4 separate regions of the Mus musculus genome follow, and regions 2, 3 and 4 are each linked to region 1. A link is a contact called in public Hi-C and promoter capture Hi-C data. All regions are on one chromosome and are shown on one strand. The core of a region is the stretch at or near the end of the contact, and the rest is flanking DNA. Distances in the headings are between cores, read along the strand shown.

Evidence for each region. Promoter capture Hi-C pulls out the DNA fragments that hold promoters and counts their contacts. Hi-C and Micro-C count contacts between places; a contact is called where the count stands out from the background.
Region 2: a contact with region 1 is called in a promoter capture Hi-C map of pre-B cells, with 2.5 times the contacts expected there. The contact joins the promoter of Slc17a4 here to the promoter of H4c3 in region 1. A contact is called at or near these places in 6 of 39 promoter capture datasets (the HPC-7 cell line, HPC-7-derived erythroid cells, embryonic stem cells and 3 more), 1 of 484 Hi-C or Micro-C datasets (embryonic stem cells), 1 of 115 datasets of contacts at active chromatin or transcription factors (pancreatic cancer cells) and 1 of 9 other capture datasets (pancreatic islet).
Region 3: a contact with region 1 is called in a Hi-C map of rod photoreceptor, with 3 times the contacts expected there. The contact joins the enhancer-like site here to the promoter of H4c3 in region 1. A contact is called at or near these places in 3 of 39 promoter capture datasets (embryonic stem cells, pre-B cells and stem cell-derived epiblast-like cells), 12 of 484 Hi-C or Micro-C datasets (the G1E-ER4 cell line, adipose-derived mesenchymal stem cells, embryonic stem cells and 4 more), 1 of 115 datasets of contacts at active chromatin or transcription factors (embryonic stem cells) and 2 of 9 other capture datasets (adipose tissue and pancreatic islet).
Region 4: a promoter capture Hi-C map of stem cell-derived epiblast-like cells shows a contact between it and region 1, with 2.8 times the contacts expected there. The contact joins the promoter of Slc17a3 here to the promoter of H4c3 in region 1. A contact is called at or near these places in 5 of 39 promoter capture datasets (liver, macrophages, pre-B cells and 1 more) and 1 of 9 other capture datasets (macrophages).

Annotation. Positions count from the first base shown.
Region 1 is chr13:23,695,919-23,700,835 of GRCm38.p6, reverse strand. It overlaps H4c3 (H4 clustered histone 3), which reads left to right and starts at 2,378. Exons shown (of 1, transcript NM_178208.2): 1 at 2,378-2,752. The coding sequence starts at 2,387. The coding sequence ends at 2,698. It overlaps H1f6 (H1.6 linker histone, cluster member), which reads right to left. Exons shown (of 1, transcript NM_010377.3): 1 at 4,291-4,917. The coding sequence ends at 4,341.
Region 2 is chr13:23,913,145-23,918,061 of GRCm38.p6, reverse strand. Slc17a4 (solute carrier family 17 (sodium phosphate), member 4) reads left to right here and starts at 3,055. Exons shown (of 12, transcript NM_177016.3): 1 at 3,055-3,136.
Region 3 is chr13:23,891,347-23,896,263 of GRCm38.p6, reverse strand. Slc17a1 (solute carrier family 17 (sodium phosphate), member 1) reads right to left here. Exons shown (of 13, transcript NM_001170638.1): 12 at 3,593-3,729; 13 at 534-970. The coding sequence ends at 3,595. Among named protein-coding and RNA genes, the nearest start is that of Slc17a4, 21 kb to the left of the region's middle. Within about 2 kb of position 2,828, at least 8 of the 459 cell types and tissues checked have an H3K27ac peak or open chromatin away from gene starts, as enhancers often do. A contact at or near this core is called in rod photoreceptor, where this site is marked.
Region 4 is chr13:23,837,414-23,842,330 of GRCm38.p6, reverse strand. It overlaps Slc17a3 (solute carrier family 17 (sodium phosphate), member 3), which reads right to left and starts at 2,897. Exons shown (of 12, transcript NM_001164743.1): 1 at 2,666-2,897.

The sequences.
Region 1 (4,917 bases), core at 1,129-3,628:
TTAAAAACAAAACAAACAAACAAACAAAACCCTCTGATTCAATAATGGCTATGAAGCCATTCTGAAAAGCTCTAAGTACGAGAGGTGTATGGGCTGACTGATACCTGAAATTGCAAATCTTCCTCAACATTTTGGAGTATAACTTGTTTATTCTATGTTGACTAATCCCTCCTCTTTTACATACAGCACACCGATGCAGTGTTTCAGTGCTTGGGGTGTCATGAGTTTAGAAAGCAGGGGTGCTCTCATATATGCATTCGTTTACACATTAGGGACATCACCTGGCCATTTTCTGCCCAGCAAAGATTCTGATGGTTCAGGTCTGCTGTTTCTTATTAACTGCCCAAAGTGGAGAAAAAGAAAAATAGTCTTAGGAGGAAAATCTTCTCTACTCCACTCCCCATTTGTCAGAATAAAAATTTGCAGACCCAGTAACATTTTTTGTGCAATGAGTGTTTTCTAAAGTGGAATAGTTTTCTATATTGAGAATCATACCCAACGATTAACACATGCCAAGTAAGCATGTTACCACCCCTCCATCTCTTTGTAAAAATAACATTTTAGGTAGTTTTATTTAAATATTTAATTGATGCAAGGCTGTTCTCAATGTTAATTCCTCCAAAGAGTTCTATGAGGAACACATTTTATCATTGTTAGCTTTTACTTCAGTTATGAAAGTCACAGAGATTATTCAACTGGTTGTTTGAAATTGCTAGTTAGTAGTTAGAAAATGGCTATGCTGGATTTTAAAGATTTATTTATTTTATTTTATTTAAAGATTTATTTATCGTTATAAATAAGTACACTGTTGCTGTCTTCAGACACACCAGAAGAGGGCGTCAGAGCTCATTACGGATGGCTGTGAGCCCCATATCACCAGCTCCTATGCTGGGATTTTAATTCAGCTGATGAACCCTAGAATACTTATCTCCACCCCAAGAAAGCCAATTTTAGAACACTTGCTATTTCTTGGCAAACCTCAAAAGGAATTACCACAGCTACCTGGTAGCAGACCTCTGTTGTCTTCTGCAGTAAGAAGTAAATATGGTTAATTTAATTAATTTAATTTTTTCAAAATTAACCATAGACTTAGAAGTTTATCAGGAATATTTTGAAACTATTTTTTTCTGGATGTGGTCTTTGTAATTCATAGTTTTCTGGGGCCCCTGGTATAAAGTTTTTGTGGTGAACATATGTAACAAAAGACAGGAATTAAAGGTCTTCATTTTGGTCAGCAGGCTTTATTTTAAAAATTGTTACTAGCCATAATATTAATTCTATATTTTACTTTGTCTGTGTGAGTAGTTTGCCTGCATTCATGGGTGCCATTGAGATCAGAAAAGAGCATCAGTCTCCTGAAACTAGAGTTATGCATGTTTGTGAGCTACCATTTAGGCTCTGGGAACCAAATCTTGCCTTCTGGGGGAGTATCAAATGCTCTTAACTTCTGAGCCATCTCCTCTACATCATTGTTAAATTAAAATTTGGAATGCCAAAATCAACATTAAACCCGCATCGAGACTTACTGCTACTTACTCTTCTGCCTTTTTTTAAAAAGGGGGGCGGGGGTCGGATTAGCCTTGTTTTGACATCACTAATCATATCACAAGCTTCACCAGGACCTTGTAGACTTTGTAATGACCTTAATCAAGTATTAGCCCTGTACTGTAATTACCAGCTCTACAAAACACTTCTTCTCTTAAGGTGAGCAAGCCATGCTGTGATTAATAAGGGCTGGAAGGGAAACAAACTTGGAATCACAGCAGGTAGAGGATAACCGATAACCTAACTATTCTTTTGTAGACTTTCTCAGTTTTTATTAAAAAAGAGGATAGACGGAATCATTAGGTCTCTGACTCGAGATAGGGAATATGAAGTTTGCAGTTAGGGTGCTCAATTTGAGATGCCTTTTCAATGTTTATGTCTACCCAAACAAAACTGCCGGGAATAGATTAAACTTTACTGACATGGGACAGTCTTGGCATATTTTACCTCTGTTTTGGACATCTAACCTGAGTCCTCACAAAGAAACCATCAACTAATTTAATACAAGACAGAAATAAAAGCAAACGAGAAATGGGGATGTCTGCTTTGTGGAATGGCCCCAATAAGCCTTTCTTTCATGAGAAAGAATGGGGTCGGGGTGGGGAGGAGGGAATGAAGTTTTTCTGCAGGATTTAAATGTGGTCTTTAAGAGACACCGCATGCAAAGAATAGCTGGGGCTTGCTAGCCAATGAAAACATTCAGATTCCAATGACGCATCCTTTTTTCTCCACCCCCTTCCAAGACCCGGATTCGGAAACCCCGCCTAACGCTCTAGTTTTCAACCAGGTCCGCAGAAGGCCTATTTAAAGGGACGATTGCTGTCTCCCTGCTGTCATAACCATGTCTGGACGTGGTAAGGGTGGTAAAGGCCTTGGGAAAGGCGGCGCTAAGCGCCACCGTAAGGTTCTCCGTGATAACATCCAGGGCATTACCAAGCCCGCCATCCGCCGCCTGGCCCGGCGCGGGGGAGTGAAGCGCATCTCCGGCCTCATCTACGAGGAGACCCGCGGTGTGCTGAAGGTGTTCCTGGAGAACGTGATCCGCGACGCCGTCACCTACACGGAGCACGCCAAGCGCAAGACCGTCACCGCCATGGACGTGGTCTACGCGCTCAAGCGCCAGGGCCGCACTCTCTACGGATTCGGCGGTTAATCGACTAACAAACGATTTCCACTGTCAACAAAAGGCCCTTTTCAGGGCCACCCACAAATTCCTAGGAGTTGTTCACTTACCGAAGCTTTAATCGAGCCTGCTAGGTAGTTTAAGTGTTATTCTGTCCTATACTTATGTGGTGGGTAGTAATTATGCCATGCAGCCGAATATACCCTGTAGGTTTAACTGGGTAATATAACAAGCCCATAATTTTGAACTGTCAGAAGTTAATACTGAACGAACTGTTTTAGAATTATTTGAAGGTTTTCCACTGATCGTGTCACTTCTCAATCCACTTTTGATACCGGTCATTTAAGAGCTTATTCCCTTCTGGAGCCATCTAGAAGCTCAGGAGAGAGCAGGAACCATTGTATCTAAGCAAGGCAAAGGCTGATTACTACAGAAACTGAAGACGCTTAGCTGTTATTAATTGTATACCATTAATAAGGCCTAAGTACACATAATCTATATTAGGGACCACCTAATGGTATGTTTATATACAGTTTAGTTGTGCAGTGGCTTGATAATTTAAATTCTTGTGGGTGTGCCATGTTTGCCATCTGCCACAAGAGGGCGGCGTTATTTCCAGGAAGTTGGAGTCAGAAGCTGTTGTGAGCCAGCTGTTGTGTATTCTGATATACAAACTTCTTTTAAAGCATTAAGTGTTCTTGACTGAACAATCTCTCAAGCCACCTTACTATGATCTTTTGTCATTCCTCATACCAATGCCTAAAATAGTTTAATGTGAATTTAATATTTGTGGCACTCCATAAAACTTGATCACTTTAAAAGATGAGTTATTTTTGTTTTTTGTTTGTTTTGTTTATGTTCTTCAGCCCAGACTTCCCCAGTGCTTTTTTTTGTTATGTTGGGGCATTGAACTCAAACCCTAACATTTTCATAAAGAAGTCCTTAATTTTTAATATGGTTTTTGTCATTCTCCTGAAGCCTACATGCTATTCTCATAAAATACATAAAACATTTCAAAAATAACTGTTAGATCAATAGTATTGAACTATTTTCTAAAAGTAGAACAAAATTAGATCTTTGTTGACACATCGCACAACTGCAAAAACTTTAGGGTTTTGTTGTTGTTGTTGTTGTTGTTGTTGTTCTGTTTTTTTGCTAACTGCTTGCTTTATTTTTTTATCCATCACTGAGGAAATCCTAAAAATACAACTCAAGAAAAATAAATATAACCTCTAGCTTAAGCACTGAATATCTGGGTTCATAGTGGTCCTTTGAAAGCCTGGATGCCAGTTACTGCTGTTTGAAAGAGTAAGTTCAGTATTTTTTCAGAGTGGAAGCTCCTACTGGCGTTATCTCTATCTCCTTTGATATGAGGGTGTTTCTAGAATGAAATACATCCATTGTGTATTTCAATGGTGACTTTTATTCTAGAATAAAAGACATTGTGTGTTTCAATGGTGACCTTTATTCTGGCGTAAAGCCACAAATACACAACCAAATTTGGAAATATTCTACACATAGGGACCCTAGGATTCTACTCTAGGGTTTCAACGACAGGTCGACCTGAAGTAACTGCCCACCTTAACTTTGGTTCAAAGTGTTTGGCCATTTTAAGAAGTATGTAAGTGGCTCTTAAAAGAGCCTTTGGGTTTTTGAAAACTGGCTTTGAAACTCACTTCCTCCCTGCTGCCTTCCTCAGATCGGTCTTCTGCATGACCATTTTTGCCTTCCCAGAATTGGGGTTTGCTGCCCTGGCTTTGGCGGGGCTTTTACGTTGCTGCACGCCCTTGGCCCCTTTGGTCTTCCTTCCGCTCCCAGAAGCTTTTGTGGGCGTAGCCTTTGGCTTCTTGACAGCCTTGGTCTTGCTACTCTTGGGAGATCTCGAGGCCCGGGGCAAGCCCATCTTCTTAGCCTTGGCAGAAGCAGATTTCTTGCCCTTGCCCTTGTCGTTCCCAGAAGCCGCCTTCTTACTGAGCTTGAAGGAGCCTGAGGCGCCAGTGCCCTTGGTCTGCACCAGGACTCCTTTATTCACAAGTCTCTTGAGGGCCAGCTTGATACGGCTGTTGTTCTTCTCCACGTCGTAACCAGCCGCAGCCAGGGCTTTCTTCAGGGCAGCAAGGGACATTCCTGCCCGTTCCTGCGATGTGGAAAGGGCCTCAGGAATCAGCTTGGAAACTGAGAAACCCCGAGGTTTGCGAGCAGGGGCCAGGCCAGGCTTTTTCCCTCGCCTTTTAGATGAAGGTTTCTCC
Region 2 (4,917 bases), core at 1,806-4,305, 220 kb before region 1:
AAAAAGTAGAGAATGTAAGTAGTAGTGGACTTCTCAGGGTTTCTGTTTGTATAGAGACCATAACAATTTGCAAATTCCTTAGATTAGTCACCTCAGGCTGTTAGGACAAAACACCATGAATTGGGTGGTTTAAACAGTGGGAAATTAAACTCTCATAGATCTAGAGGCTACGAATTCCAGGGTCAAAGTCTGCCTGGTTCAGTGTTTGCTGAGTGTCTCCTTCCTGTGTTCTAACTGTGTCCTCATATAACACAGAGACGTGACAGAGAGAAAGGGAGATGGATAGAGTGAATCCTGGCTCTTCCTCTTCTTCTCAGACACTAATACTACCGAGGGTGGGGTCACCCTCGGTCCCTTATCTAAACCTATTATTTGACCTATATATTTGACAGGCTCAAACTGCAAACACCATCATGTGGAAAATTAAGGCTTCAGCATAAATTTGGGAGATAGAGTCGTTTAGTTCATTTCACTCACCAACCATGGATCTGAACCAGTATTTCCCTAAGTTCTAATTCTATTTTATCAAATTTTGAACATTTACAAATTTCGGTGCTACAAACTGCCTCACAGTTTTAATTTTTTCTTCTATTATAATCTTCTATGTATAAAATCCATTTATATTCTTTATAATTTTTCATTCCCTTTACCCAAGTAGCAATAGGGCTATTATTATATATTCTCTACCCCATCCCTTTGGATCATTTCACTCAAGAAATCAGTTCCATGTTGTAGGCTACAATACTCACTTATGGTTTTGTTTTTGTTTGTTTGTTTAAGACAAGGTTTTTCTGTACAGTCCTGGAACTCCTTCTGTAGGCTGTCCTGGCCTAGAACTCACAAAGATCCACTTGCCTCTACCTCCATGGTGCTGGGATTAAAGGCTAGTGACACTACCACCAGGCCTTTTTTTTTTAAAAAAAAAAAACTCGGAAAATATGTTATTTTTATTTGGTATGATATATTAGTCATTATAGTCATATGTTCTGATTTTTTGTAGTATAGGCAGAGATTATTTCTAATCCTATGAGAATTCTTTTTTTGCTTATTAATGTGCCTTCTTCCCTCTTCTTCTCTCTATCTCTTCTTCCTTCCTTCCATCCTTCTCTCCCTCTGTCTGGAGTTAAGCCCAGGGCTTTGCGTATGCTAAGCAAATGTTCTACTCCTAAGCTACACTCCGGCTCTTGTTTGATTTAGTTTCTCACTATGTAGTCTAGGATGGATTTGAACTCATTATATAGCCCAGGATGGCTTCTAACCCATCATCTTCCTGCTTCTGAATCCTGGGTGCTGGGATTATTCCCCACAATCCTGGCTGCTTCTCAATCCATCCTCACTCCATCCTCTCCCTAGCATAATACTGTTGCTCTTTGTCTTCTTGTGAGACTGATTTGAAGGACCCACCCCTTCCTGGGTTACCAAGGCAGGAGTCAAGCCTTGTTATATCATAGTTAAATTCCTGTTAATGTTAACAGTATGTTTTTATTATAAGCACTTCTTAGAGTGTTCATTTTTCTTTTAAATAAGCTAAGGTATTGAGGCCCACTTGATTTCCTAATGAATAATTTTTAGATTCTTCTGGTTGCCTTGGTAGAAGCACTGTCTACTCCACAGCCAGCAACCCTCCCTTCATGCCAGCTCTGCTATTTTGAATTCCCCACAAAACACTTGAGAAGGTAATATATCAGCCACAGCTGCCAGCTGCTCAGACATAGCCCTGACATTTCCCAGACTGTGTCAGAAGCCTCCCACTAGCCAGAGACTGCTGACCACAAAGAGATCTATGGTTGGCGCCTACAATGCTCCATTTGCAGAGGCCCCTCTGGAGGATGCAAGTGTGGTTCATTTGGAAGAAGCAATGTTTGGAGGACAGGGCAGACTCCTTGCTGTACCTTGTTCTGGCTACATTAACAGGTTGTTTGGTTCACTTTGTCACTCTGGTGAGAGACAACATCCTGATGTAGCAGCATGAGCCTGAGGCCTAAGATAGAACTCTCAGGTGATCTATTCTCACCTGTGCTTGATCTTTATCATTTTAGAGCAGGATGAGTTGGTAACAGGAAGGAAGGGTGAGGGGACAGAGGATTTAAGGGTGACAGTTGCAACCGTGGATCAATCAGCAGCACTGGTCACAGCGGAGGCAGCAAAGGTAGCAGCGATGGTAGGGCAGAGATCACGAAAGCCAGGAAGAGCTGAAGACAGGAAAATGAGGTCATTGGAAGAGTTCCAGAGACCTACCAAAAGGGTCTCAGATACCACGGGTCCATTAGCTGCAAAAGAGTCTGTCAACAGCTCAGAATCCTAAACAGCGCAACATCTATCATCGTAGGTCCCAAGATTGGATGCTTGTACGAGAGCTGCAGCCCCGGATGTCGCTGGCTCTGTTGTGTGCACCACTGCTGGAAGCTGAGGACCAAGTGCTGAGACCACTAGATTAATCCTAGAGCAGTAAGCCTCTGGCCTGAGAATATGTTAAGCTCTAAGTGTCTGGCTTCTATAAGGTCAGTAGGCCTATAGCTGCTCTCTGTGTAAAATTAGTTCTATTAAACATGGATATGGTGGAAAACAGCCACTTAAGAGACAAGATGTAACCCTATCTATGAAGATTATTGTACTCCTGAGATCATAGATGATGAAGATGCCATTAATGAGCTGCTCAGAGGGTTGACCTGATAGCTTGGCAGGGAAAGATAAGTGTCATTGTGCTCAATAGCTTGAATTGTGACCTTGAGATCAACATGGTGGAAGGGAAAAACCCAGTCTTGAAAGCTGTCCTTTGACCTCAATAAGTGAAAACTTACCCACACACACTCTAACACATAAATAATCACATATAATGTAAAAGTTAAAAATGAGGCAAGCAAGAGTAGTAGCAGGACCCACAGAGAATCTGGGAAGATGTATGTGACTTCACATGAACTTCAAGTATGAGGAAGATAGAGTGAACATGGTCAGGTCATCAATTAAATAATAAAACAAAGTTAAAAATTAAATGGTTGAGCCAATAAAAGCCTCCATTTGGTAAGATAAAAGCTAAAGGCCCTGAGTAATAATTCACTCCTCTGGGTTAGACAGCTGCAGAAAGCTGAGAAACCGATAGGATCCCAGCCAAGAGCCGGCTCTCCGCCTTCCTCAGGTTTGCTTTCCAGTTCTTGCTCTGGTTCTGACGGTGTGGGAACGGACCTTTTCCTGTTGAGATTATAGGTGGTGTGCAGGACTGGGTTTCTTTTGGGAGATGGTTGTGAAAAGTGAGACAGGAGGCTGCTTTTTCCTAAAACAAACGAGGTCTATAGGAACTCCAGAAGGAGAGGGAGGGAGGAAGACAGACATGGAAGAGGGAGACAAAAGCCAGCGGTGGGTGGGTGGGGACAGGAAAGGTAGGAAACAGGGAGAAAGGGAGAGAGAATACTGTCTGAAGCAACTAGAAGGGAACACCAATCGTAAGGTCAGGTCTTGCATTTCTTAGGGTTACTGACGCTGGAAAATTGCACAAAGCACTCATGCATTTAACTTGTTTTTGTGAGATACACTAGTTTGTAGAAACAGCACTAACCAAACAGACTGAGGCAAAAAAACCAAACCAAACCAAACCAAAACACCCTGTTGTTTTAAAGAATATTTTTAATAGGCTTCAAAGGTCAAATTAACAAAAAAACCAGAGTAAACAGAATTTTCATGGGAGAATGGGGGACTGAAGCAAATAAAACCCCCTATGGCTTTATGCAGTGGTCCAGAGTGCTCTTTTCTTTTGCTGTCATGTTCCTGGGAGAGGACTTCCCTCTCAGCTCAGAGACAGCCACGGTATACCAACAGACTGGGTGGTTAGAATAGGCAGATCGTATGTTCTCACTGTCAGCCCCTTAGTTGTTATCATCTGTACTCTTCTGCTTCCTTCCTAACTAGGCCATTCTTGTTTTTCTTTCTTATCATATTGTACTCTGTGACTCACTGGAGCATGTGTCCTGCATGCTGTCTGTGGTCATGTCTTTTGCCCTTCAGCAGCCTTGTCCAACCCTCTTCCTCTAACTGACAAACTCCAGAGATTAAGGTCTTCTGTTTAAGTAGACGCAGAGCCACTCATGCGAGCAAACCTCCAGTCATGCTGGAGAAAGCCACGGAAGCAAGCCTTCCATTTATTGCACATATGTTTACTGGGTCAGTGAATGAGCCAGAGGCTGGTGAACTCTGAGGCATTGCGTCACTGCAAGGGTCTGGAAAGCTAGAAAGGAAAAAGCTGGCCTGAATCCTGTCTTCAGTTCCATGAGTGAGAGACTCTTCTGTCCAACCAGTCTCCCTAAGGTGTGAACAAGAGTCAGCAGATGGTTTTAGGTTTCCAAGCACAATCTCAGGCTTGACCCATTTCATTCTGCCAGTGTTGGTTTGGATTTAAGTTGTTTGTCAATTTTATTCTGAATTGCAGATGGTGTAAGCTGGAATCTTGTCGGTATCTGTCCACTTGCAGCTATAGTAGCGACACGCCTGGGTGTTAGGTAACATTTGCACAGACAGGGAAGCACAAACCCGACCCATTCTACATATCTTTAATATGAACATGTTTCATATTCCCTCGAGAGAAGAATGGCTTTGCTTTACCAGAAGCTCTGGCCACGGTACTTCCCTTTACATCTGCTCGGCCTCTCCGCTTCTGTGTTCATGGTCAGGTAGTAGTAGTAAGATGGCCATTTTCAGACTTCATAATCCCAGTTTCCTGGATAATAGGCCTAATACGATGGAGAGCACAAAAAGCCAAACTTCATCTAAAAACACAGCTTCTCCCAATTCCAGGCTGGACCCTGGAATGAAGGGGCTGTTTGGGTGCCCTTTGTTCGCTTTCTTTGTCAGCCACTCCCCTCTCCTCTCATCCTAACTAAAGCTTCTAATTCTCCCAGGGCTGGGCTCGGTCAATAGAGGCTGATG
Region 3 (4,917 bases), core at 1,579-4,078, 190 kb before region 1:
TTAAGGCACAGAGTCAGCTATCCACGATCTTCATCAATCCATCCTTTTCCCTCCCATGGCTCTTGAATTTCCTTTTGTTTGTTTGTTTCTTTCTTTTTTTACATTTTTATTTCATGCATACAAGGGTTTTGCCTGCCTGCATGTCTAGGCACCATATGTTTGCAGTGCCCATAAGGGCCAGAAGATGGATGGTGGTTGTTAGTTGCCATGTTCATGGTGGGAATCAAACCCAGGTCCTCTGGAAGAACAGTTAGTCTTCTTAGCTGATGAGCTACCTTGCCAATCCCTGTCTTTTGTTTGTTAACCAATCATCTTTAGGTCCTGCATATAACAAGCTTGATTTCTCCCAGAGCCCATCAATGAGGAAACTGAATTTTTTTTTTGTATTTTCTTTTCAAATGGGCCATCCTGAAAGAATACAAATAATTTGAGATTCTTCAAATAGTTCTCATATTTACAACAAAGAGGAGTAAATGTTGAAAATTATTTTAAAAAAATGGAAAAAAAAAAACAAAACAAACCACAAACCAAAATACTTTTCCTGAAGTTGTAGAGTAAAATTTTGTCTTATGTTTGTTTATTAGATCATAGAGGAAGACATAAATAAATCCTCCTTTAAAGTCAGAAGTATAACTTGTTACATACAATACACAGTGCAAAAGAATCACTCAGACAGAAGTGGGTGCGACTGAGCGTTCAGGAGCCTCATGCTACCTGTCTCCAGGTGTTCACGACTCTCCCAGGACTGCAGTCCCATGAAGGATCCTCTTTCTTTCTATAAGGATGCTGACCTCAGGCTTCTCAGCTTCTCCTTTTTCTACTAACTTTTGTAGAAAAAGGAAACAAAACACAGAGAGATGTCACTGAAGAGTCCAACACTTCAGAGACATTAGTCTAGGCTAGAAGATTTTTCTCAAGTTGTCTTTCTTGTCCAGTGAAAGGTTATCAATGCCATTTTCACATGTCTTCCCTGTGAACATAAAGATAAATATGACTGCCAGGTGTTCACTTGTCACCTTCCTCTGCCCTGCTGTGCCCTGCCCTGCCCTGAGAAATGTATGTGTTAATATATGAGCATCTGCAGCATTTTGTAGGTCCATTCTCAGGGCACAAGGATATTCCATACTATGTGTTGAGGCTGCATCTTGAGAACAAAACAAGCAAATTAAAACCCCGCTATGTCCGTCAGAGTTGGCATGCCTGCAGTTCCATATTGCTGCTCTCAAAAGCAGCACATTGCATTTATAGTGATAATAGGTTCTCTCTCTGTGTGTTCCCAAATTTCAGTTCTCAATAAACGAATTTGTCATTAAGAAAATGAAAATAAAGCTTTTCTTGGTGATTCTCAACCAAACACACACTCCAACTTCTGTGTCCCTACACTGAAGCACCTATCTGAGAACCATCACTGCCACCTAGGCGTTGAGAGGTTGCTATTGACAGACTAGGATGAGCCTGGCCTTTGCCTGTTATCCATATCAGCAGCTCTGGATTCATGCATCCTCCCCAGAACCTGGGATGCAAAGTCAGACTGCACACACAGGGCCCCAACTGGAGCAACAACGAAGAAAGAGCACATTATTCTGTTCTGTTTTGTTTTTGTGGTTGAGTTCTTCTGTTTGGTTGACTTGATTTTGTTCTTGTTATTTTGAGACAGGGTTTTACTGTGTAACCCTAGCTAGCCTAGAACTCACTTCAGAGACAGTCTCACCTCAAACTCACAGAGATCATGCTGGCCTCTGCCAAACCAACAAAGACAAGCAGCAGATAAGAGATCTGTCTCTTGTCCTTTGAATTCAGTTTTATAACTAAAGGTTCTTAGCAGAGCAACTAGAGAAGAGGAAGGAAAAAAAAGTTATCCAGATTGAAAACTGGGGAAAAATTATTTATATTCATGGAGAGCAAAATTATTTAACCAGAAGTTTGACAGTATCCACCAAAACCTAAGCTTAATGAAACTGTAGGGCAGGAAATGTACACAGGTTAATTGTACTCCTATTGCATTTAATACAAACACTAAACTGAGAAAATAATTCCATTTAAAATGGAATTTAAAAATCAGGCACGATGCTGTACATTTGTAATGTCAGTGTCTAAGCGGCCAAGGCACAAGGATCTCATATTCCAGGCTAGTCTGCCTGGACTCCAGTGAGCTTGAGGCCTTCCCACACCACACTGGATCAAGTTCTTACACAGGAGTTCTTGGGTAACACACTCTGACCAAAGTAGATATAAAAGTGCATTAACATCAACAGCAGAACGGACTGACGAGCAGTGGCTTGTACATACCATTGGCTTATCAGCAATTGCATCTCCCCTCCAAACAAGCAGCCAAGAGCAGCAACAAAACCTCTTTGATTCCATACTTCTTTCCAAGAGGCTGTTTCTATTTCCTTACATCACATTCTCTCCCTTCCTTCCCTCTTCCCTTCTTTCTTTCCTTCCTTCCTTCCTTCCTTCCTTCCTTCCTTCCTTCCTTCCTTCCTCCCTCCCTCCCTCCCTCCCTCCCTTCCTTCCTTCCTTCGTTTTTCTACTGATAAAGCAAACAACAGAAAACTACAGAAACCTCTTTGATTCCATACTTCTTTCCAAGAGACTGTTTCTATTTCCTCACATCACATTCTCTCCCGAAAGGACCTGACTTTGATTCCTGATTTTGATTCAATGTAAAAGTGCACACTATTGGGACACAGGCTAGGAATTTAAACACTGTTTAAGCAAAGACAGGAAGATCAGTGGGCCTGATTGGCCAGCCAGTAGACTCTATTGTGCTGGAGGCCAATAAAAGATCTGGATTCAAAAGAGGTGGGCAGCATAAGAATGACGTGTGAGGTTGTCTTTGGCTTCTGTACACAACAGCCATCTGCGTGCACAGGAGCCCTGACACACGTGCACTCGCTTCCCCCATGCATAGAAAGATAAAAAGCAGGCTCACAGTCTTTTTGTCTCTCCTTTTGTGAGACACTGATAGATAATGGCAGTTACCACAATGGCCTCTTGATTCAATGGGGCTTAAAAACAGAACTATTTCACAACTGCCAATTCTAATCCACGAGTCATTTCTTCTCCTGGCTACTCACCATTCGTAGTTTAAATGAAAAGTGACGTGCCAGACTCTCTCACCTTAGGTGACCTCTTCTCTTCATCATTCCCTCGAAAGTTGTTTTAGCCTGGATCATTTTTAGGACAGCTCTTGCCTGTCCCAGTGGTGAATTTTAGATACCATATACTTTAAGTCCTAGAGAGCACTTTGCAGAGATATTATTTCCTTCACCTCAACACCTCACACTTCCTAACCCTTATCCTATGTTCCTGAAGGGTATTCCTCATCTCTCTTGCATCTTTCTTCACTGTTCATTTTTCAAGCTCAGTTTCCTAAATTTATATAGCAACTCTGATGTCTCCTCAGAATTCCAGAGCAGGCTACCGCTGGGCGGTGGTATCAGGATTACTGGTTCAGAATTAGCATGCTCCCCTCCCCCAGCCTGCGGCTCTGATTGCTCTCTGTCTCAGCAGCTCATCTTCAACTGCTCTAATCTGCCCCCCCCCCATCTTCAGTTTCAACGCTGTCCTTAATCTGACAATGTCTCACCTTCACAGTCGTGTGGTTTTTATTTCTTTAGCCCAGTCCTGAATTTCTCCTTTAGCAAATAGAAAATAGAAAACCAGGCATGTCACATTAATGCCTGCCATCAAGAAGAAAATTTTATGCCAAGCATATTCCGGATCCTGAGGGATTAAGATACAAAGTAAGTATGAGGGACGGATCTTGGTCTTCTGTCTTATAACACTTAAAATAAGCATTAAAGTAATTTGTAGAGTCAACACAGGCCACTCAAGCATTCAAACATGTATAAATAACCAAGAAATTCATCATTTCACTCTACACAAGTACTTTGGTCTTTCTATATATACAATTCTGTTTTTACAAGCCATTAATATACCTCTTTCTCTCCCCCTCCCCTTCTCTTTCTTTCTCTCTGTCATTGTTTTGTTTTTGAGACAGAGTTTCTCTGTGTATCTCTGGCTGTCCTGGAACTTGCTCTGTAAATCAGGCTGGAATCAAACTTAGATATTAGCTTGCCTGCCTCTGTCTCCCAAGCACTGATATTAAAGGCATGTGCCACCACTATCTGGCAATGTACCTGTTTCTTATAATTCATGTATCTTTTTTTCTCATGATATATTATTTTAAACTTTCCCTCTCTTTCAAGATATCTTACATAGACAACAGTATGTTGTACCAGATAAGCACATATAGACAGGTGTGTAGAGAGAAAGTGTGCTTTCAAATGCATTTGGCAGATTTAAATAATTTCTGTGCTCTATAACTATTATTTTTAAACAACCTATGTGCGATATTATTATTTTCCTGCAATGCCTCTCATATTATTTCATATTGACTATGGCAGTATTCTGATACAATTAGGGAAAAGCACTCTAGGTTTTCTTCTTCAAGGAATTTTTGGTGTTTGATGTGGTGGCACATTCCTGAGATATCAACATTGATGAGGCAGAGGAAGGCAGAAAGGTGCAAGTGAGAGCATAGGATAGGATACATAGTGTGTTCAAGGTCAGCCAGGCCAACCCGGTGAGATCCTGTCTCAAACAAAAACCAAACCCCAAAACAAACGAAAACCCCAAACTTCCCAATTATTCTTAGCCCTTTGTGAATACACACATGCCAATTCTATAAAAACATTATAATTACTCACAGAAAATAATTTAAAGTTTTGATTTGGACTATATTGAACCAGCAGATTTTATAACAAAATTAGAAGGCATTTTACAATTTCTAGTCTTTTAATATAAGAAAACAGTGTATCTTGCTATTTATTAAATTTTTAAATTTTTCTGTAGCATCTATCCCCTGGTTTTCTCCATAGATATGTAAATAATTAATCACTATATAATTCT
Region 4 (4,917 bases), core at 1,648-4,147, 140 kb before region 1:
CAGAGACAGAGAGACAGAGACAGACACAAAGACAAAGACAGAGAGAGAGACAAAGACAGAGTTAGAGAGAGACAAGAGACAAAGAGACAGAGAGAGACAGACAGACACAGAAACAGAGAGACCCTAATGTAGGAAAGCATTAGAAGAGACAGAGCATCATAGCAGTAGGAGTGGGGCTTCAATTCTAGACACTAAAGGGGGCTTTCAAGTTGGTGAACAAGTCCCACACTACATGATCTAGTTTGCCTTGGCATATGGACCAGAAGTCAGGAAGGCAAGCTTAGTGTAACTCAATGTTGTCAGTTAGGGGTAGGGGGCAGGGCTGGATTTGATCACAGCTGTAAATAAGAGGGGGACTGAAGGCCACAGCACAGTGCAGCATATTTTCTTATCAACTCTTCGTCCTAAAGACCTAGAGGAGTGTATGGCCTGATTTCTGAGAGAGAGAGAGAGAGAGAGAGAGAGAGAGAGAATGCACAAGCTAGATGATCTGTGGTCTAACAGGACAATATATAATCCATAGGTGTTAGTTAAAAGAAAATGCATTTGAGGACCTTTGAAGAGTCAGTACCAAGCAGCCAAAACCAGGCTCATTCCATCTACCTGGGGAGCAAGGTGGGGTGCAGCTGGCTACTATCTCCTACTTCAATATAATAGGCATCCTGCCGCTAAGGCCTGGAACTACTTATCACTGGATTTATCAGAGTCACTACAGAATGCTTGAAGAGCTCTGGCTTGGGAGCTAGGCTCTCCCCAGTTCCAGTACAGGTTCATATTGATCTACTTTGCTACAGGAACAAATGCCACAGAACCCAGCTTTCATCGTGGGTGCTGGAAAGTTAACTAAGGTCTTTACATTCTACAGTAAGCACTCTATTACTGAGCCATCTCTCCAGTCCCCTCTCAGACATTTTAATTTGGTTAAGGTTCATATCACCTCATTGGTTTTCTTAATCCAGTATTCTTGCATAAGAGTAACCTTATTTTCTCTTACGCTATAGTTCTGTCTCCTAACTTATCTGGATGAGAATCTGGGCAATGAATGAATTTGATTATGAAAGGCTGCACTTCTTCAGAAAATTGTGGTAGTCACATGGCTGAAGCATAGCTGACTAAGGAAAAGATCAATACTTTCTGTGGGACAGGGCATACATCTTCGCAATGTCTGTGAGAGTTCCTGGAAGGCCCCTGAGTCTACAACGTCTGGTTCACTGGTTAGAACTGTAATAGTGTGGAAAGGATGAAATAGTATAAGTTCAGAGGCCAGTTATCTTAATTTCGGATAGACTTAGCCACTTCAACAACCATTTCTTGCCCACCTCTACTTAGTGTCAGGACTAACATTCCATGACTGATAAATAACCTTTTGAAATCTATTGATTTTTAAAGAGGATTACGATGATGACGGCTATTGCTAACAACTGCTACTGCTACTGTTACTGCTAGATTCTGATTCTGATACTGATACTACTAGCTTGTACCTATTCAAAGTCTAAGAATTTTATCAGGTAGCATCTGAGGCCTTAGAAAAACTTCCCCATCTTGCTGTGTCTGCCTCTCTATGTAGACTCTAGTGTATTTTAAACTTGCCTTGATTTATGACTTTTGTCATTCTATAAAACTATAAAATTCATGAGACGGCTTCCATATTGGGACATGAACATCTGGCATAACCTAAATCTCTGTTCCCAGACCATGGTCTCTCAAATATGGCTCCAGTATAATGTCATGTTTGCTGTAAGGTAAGAGCTGTGTGCTTTTTGTATTGATGATGTAACAGGCAAAGAAGTGATTGCTAACACCATTTTATCTAGAGTGGTTTTCACAATGCTCACACTGTTCTTCATGTCCCCAGCAGCTGTCAGACTAACAAGAGTAGTTACAACCACTGCTGTAGACTCAGGACCCAGGCAGGGCCATGGACCTCAGAAAACTCACTGACTCTCTTCTCCTAGGCCATTGAGCTCATTAGCAAAAGAACTGATGTTTGTTCATGAGACACTTTGACTTTCCCCTTACCATTCTCTCTCTGTCTGTTTCTCTCTGTCTCTGTCTGTCTCTGTCTCTGTCTCTCTCATTCAATTTTTTTTTTTAAATAACAAGTTCTGTTGGGTATGGTAGATCTACCTCCCTTGATTCTCTGGACAAGTCACTTCTACACACATACATGATTTTATGTGACTACGTAAAAGTTTTAAAAACATTCCTTTATAGTATGTGTTTCTTGGATCTGTCTCCACAGCTGCTATTGTCTCCACCAATTCCTATGGTGATCTAGCACAAACTCTTCAGTTTCCAGTCTCTCCTCTCCCTCTCTTTCTTCTCCTCCCTCTCCTTACCCGCTGTCTCTGTATGTTCCTCCTTTTCCCCTCCCTCTTGGACCCTCTTTTCCCCTCCCTTCTCCCTCTCTTTCTCCATCCTCCGTTATCTTCTTCCCCTTCTCTCCCCCTTCCCCCTTCCCTTTGCCTCTCCCTCCATTTTTCCGTCTTCCTCACTCTTGCTTCCCCATTGCCTTTGTAGACATAGGTTTTTACATTGTATGAACATGTTTTTATTTTGTCAGCAGGAGAACATTTGAAGTTGGAGGAGGGATGTATAGCAACCCTCAGCTGGTATTCAAGGACAGTGCAGATCTTTGGCTACCCAATGAAAGTAAGTGACTTACCAACTTAGTGACTGAGGTAGGCCTTCCTGTGTTTCCTCTGGACAGGCTTCTCTTACCTCTTACCAGACCACTCAGTATTCTGTGTCACTCCATGACTCCAATTATTAATCATTAATGACAGGCTGAAGCACCCCCTGCTTTCAGCTGTGAGCTTCACAGCCTTCGTCCTTGTCCAGTGTCTTGCCAGCACCCCAGAAGGATCTACTGGGTCTGACACCTGCAGGCAGTTATTAGTCACATTGCCTTGCAGTATTTCTAAAGACATTTCCTTTTTCCGGTTTGAAATGGGATAAGTTACAAATTAAACACATTTTGTACTTTACCCCCTCTTTTTTTTGTCTGGTCTTTAATTTTCTTTTGCTTCTTTGAACTATGTGGGCCATAATCTTATTTAGTAACGTTGTTAACCAAATCAAATGGACAAAACCCACAAGCTTCTCATAAATTCAGTATTTATTCCCCATGACTTTTTTCCTGTCTTAATTACTTCTATGTTTGTTGATAAACTACATAAAACAATGCTCGTACCTACATCTCAATTTGCACATGTTACCATGTACAATGGCAAGTTTTCTAACTCACTTAAGTAACCGCTTAAAACTTTTATACATGCACATGATGCATTGTGATCAGACCTCACTCATTTTTGCCAACAAATTCCTCCCATTCCCCACTGTCACTTTTCCCTCTCAAGTTCATGCTTCTTCATTGCTTCTCCTCCTCCTCCTCCTCCTCCTCCTCCTCCTCCTCCTCCTCCTCCTCCCTACTGAGTCACGTAGTGTTGTCTGTGTGTTCATAGGTGTTGAACTATCTAATGGAATATGGATAGCATCTTAGAATCTGAATCCCTGAAGAAAACTGATGCTCTCACCGGCTAGCAGCCATAAATTGCCAATAGCTCCTCGGCCATGGGTGAGACTTCATGAGCTCCCGCCCTGACCGTGGCGAGATTTTGGCTGGCTGGATCTTGCTCAGGTCTTGTGTTTACAGCCACAGCTGCTGTGAGCTCACGTGTACAACAGCGCTGTCTTGTCTGGCAAAGAAGGTTTTGCAGTAGATGTCCACTACCTCTGGTGCTTAAGATGCCTCTTCTACAATGCTTCCTGAGCCTTATGATCAAGAATGTGACACAGATGCCCTTTTAAAGCTGATCATACCACAGTCTCTTACTCCCTAGATTTTGACAAGCCGTGGGTCTTTGTATTAATCACCTTATACTATAAAAAGAAGCTTCCCTGATGAGGGCTGAGAAATGCACCGAACTGATAATTTTGTAGTTTGATTTTTCTTTATGGTTGAATAATCTTCCATGTATCATTACACATTTATCAGGTGATGGGACATTTTAAACCTTTTCATTTCCTGGTGATTGTGAACAGAGAAGCAATAAACATGAATGAGTAAATAAATCTACAGTAGAATATAGAGTCTGTTGAGAATATTCTCAGGAAATGTTCTGGCTTGATCACATGATAGTCCTATGTCTAGCTTTTTGAGGTACCTCCACATTGATTTCCAACAAAGGGGCTGAGCTCGGAACACCCACACCAGCACACCAGAGGCCAAGCTTGTTCATTTCTTTAGACGATCCTGCCAATAGCTTGGAAGTAGACAACAGATTCATTGCCTTCCAAGCTCGTGAAGGAGTTTGTCCTTGCCTCAAAGGTGAGGTGGTACTTCAAACCCACTGTTTCGTATAGGCAAAAAACAAACAAACAAACAAACAAAAAACAAAAAAACTCTACCTCTCAGAGGCCCCTAGGCTTATGACTCAGCCTGAGCACTGATGTCAAACTCATTCACAGAAAGGAATCTGGGTTCTGTGTGCACTGAGCTCTTCTGGTAGCTCATCTTCACTGTGGCTTTAAGTCCTGTCTTGCTTTATGCTCTCAATGCATCTCCTTTGGTTTTGTGTTTGACTCTAAGTGCTGTAAGAGGACAAACCACTTCTCCATAATGGGAAGCCCTGACTGAAGCTCCTGACTGGAGCTGTTGGATGTGTCATTGAGGTTAATAATTTGAGAAGTCTGGGCCTTGGGGAATGAGGATTTTCTGAAGCATATGTAGTATACGATCTCCATAGTATACAATCTTTCACTGTCTGTAAGAGAAAGAAGTACAGACACAGCTCATATACACATCTGAAATTTAAAGGTAGAAAGGTCTAAGTTCATTATGGAGTCTTAGGAGTTTTACCTCCTGTGTCAATTATTTTTCGCTGAGTCCTTTTTTAAAGAACTCTGTACTCTGGG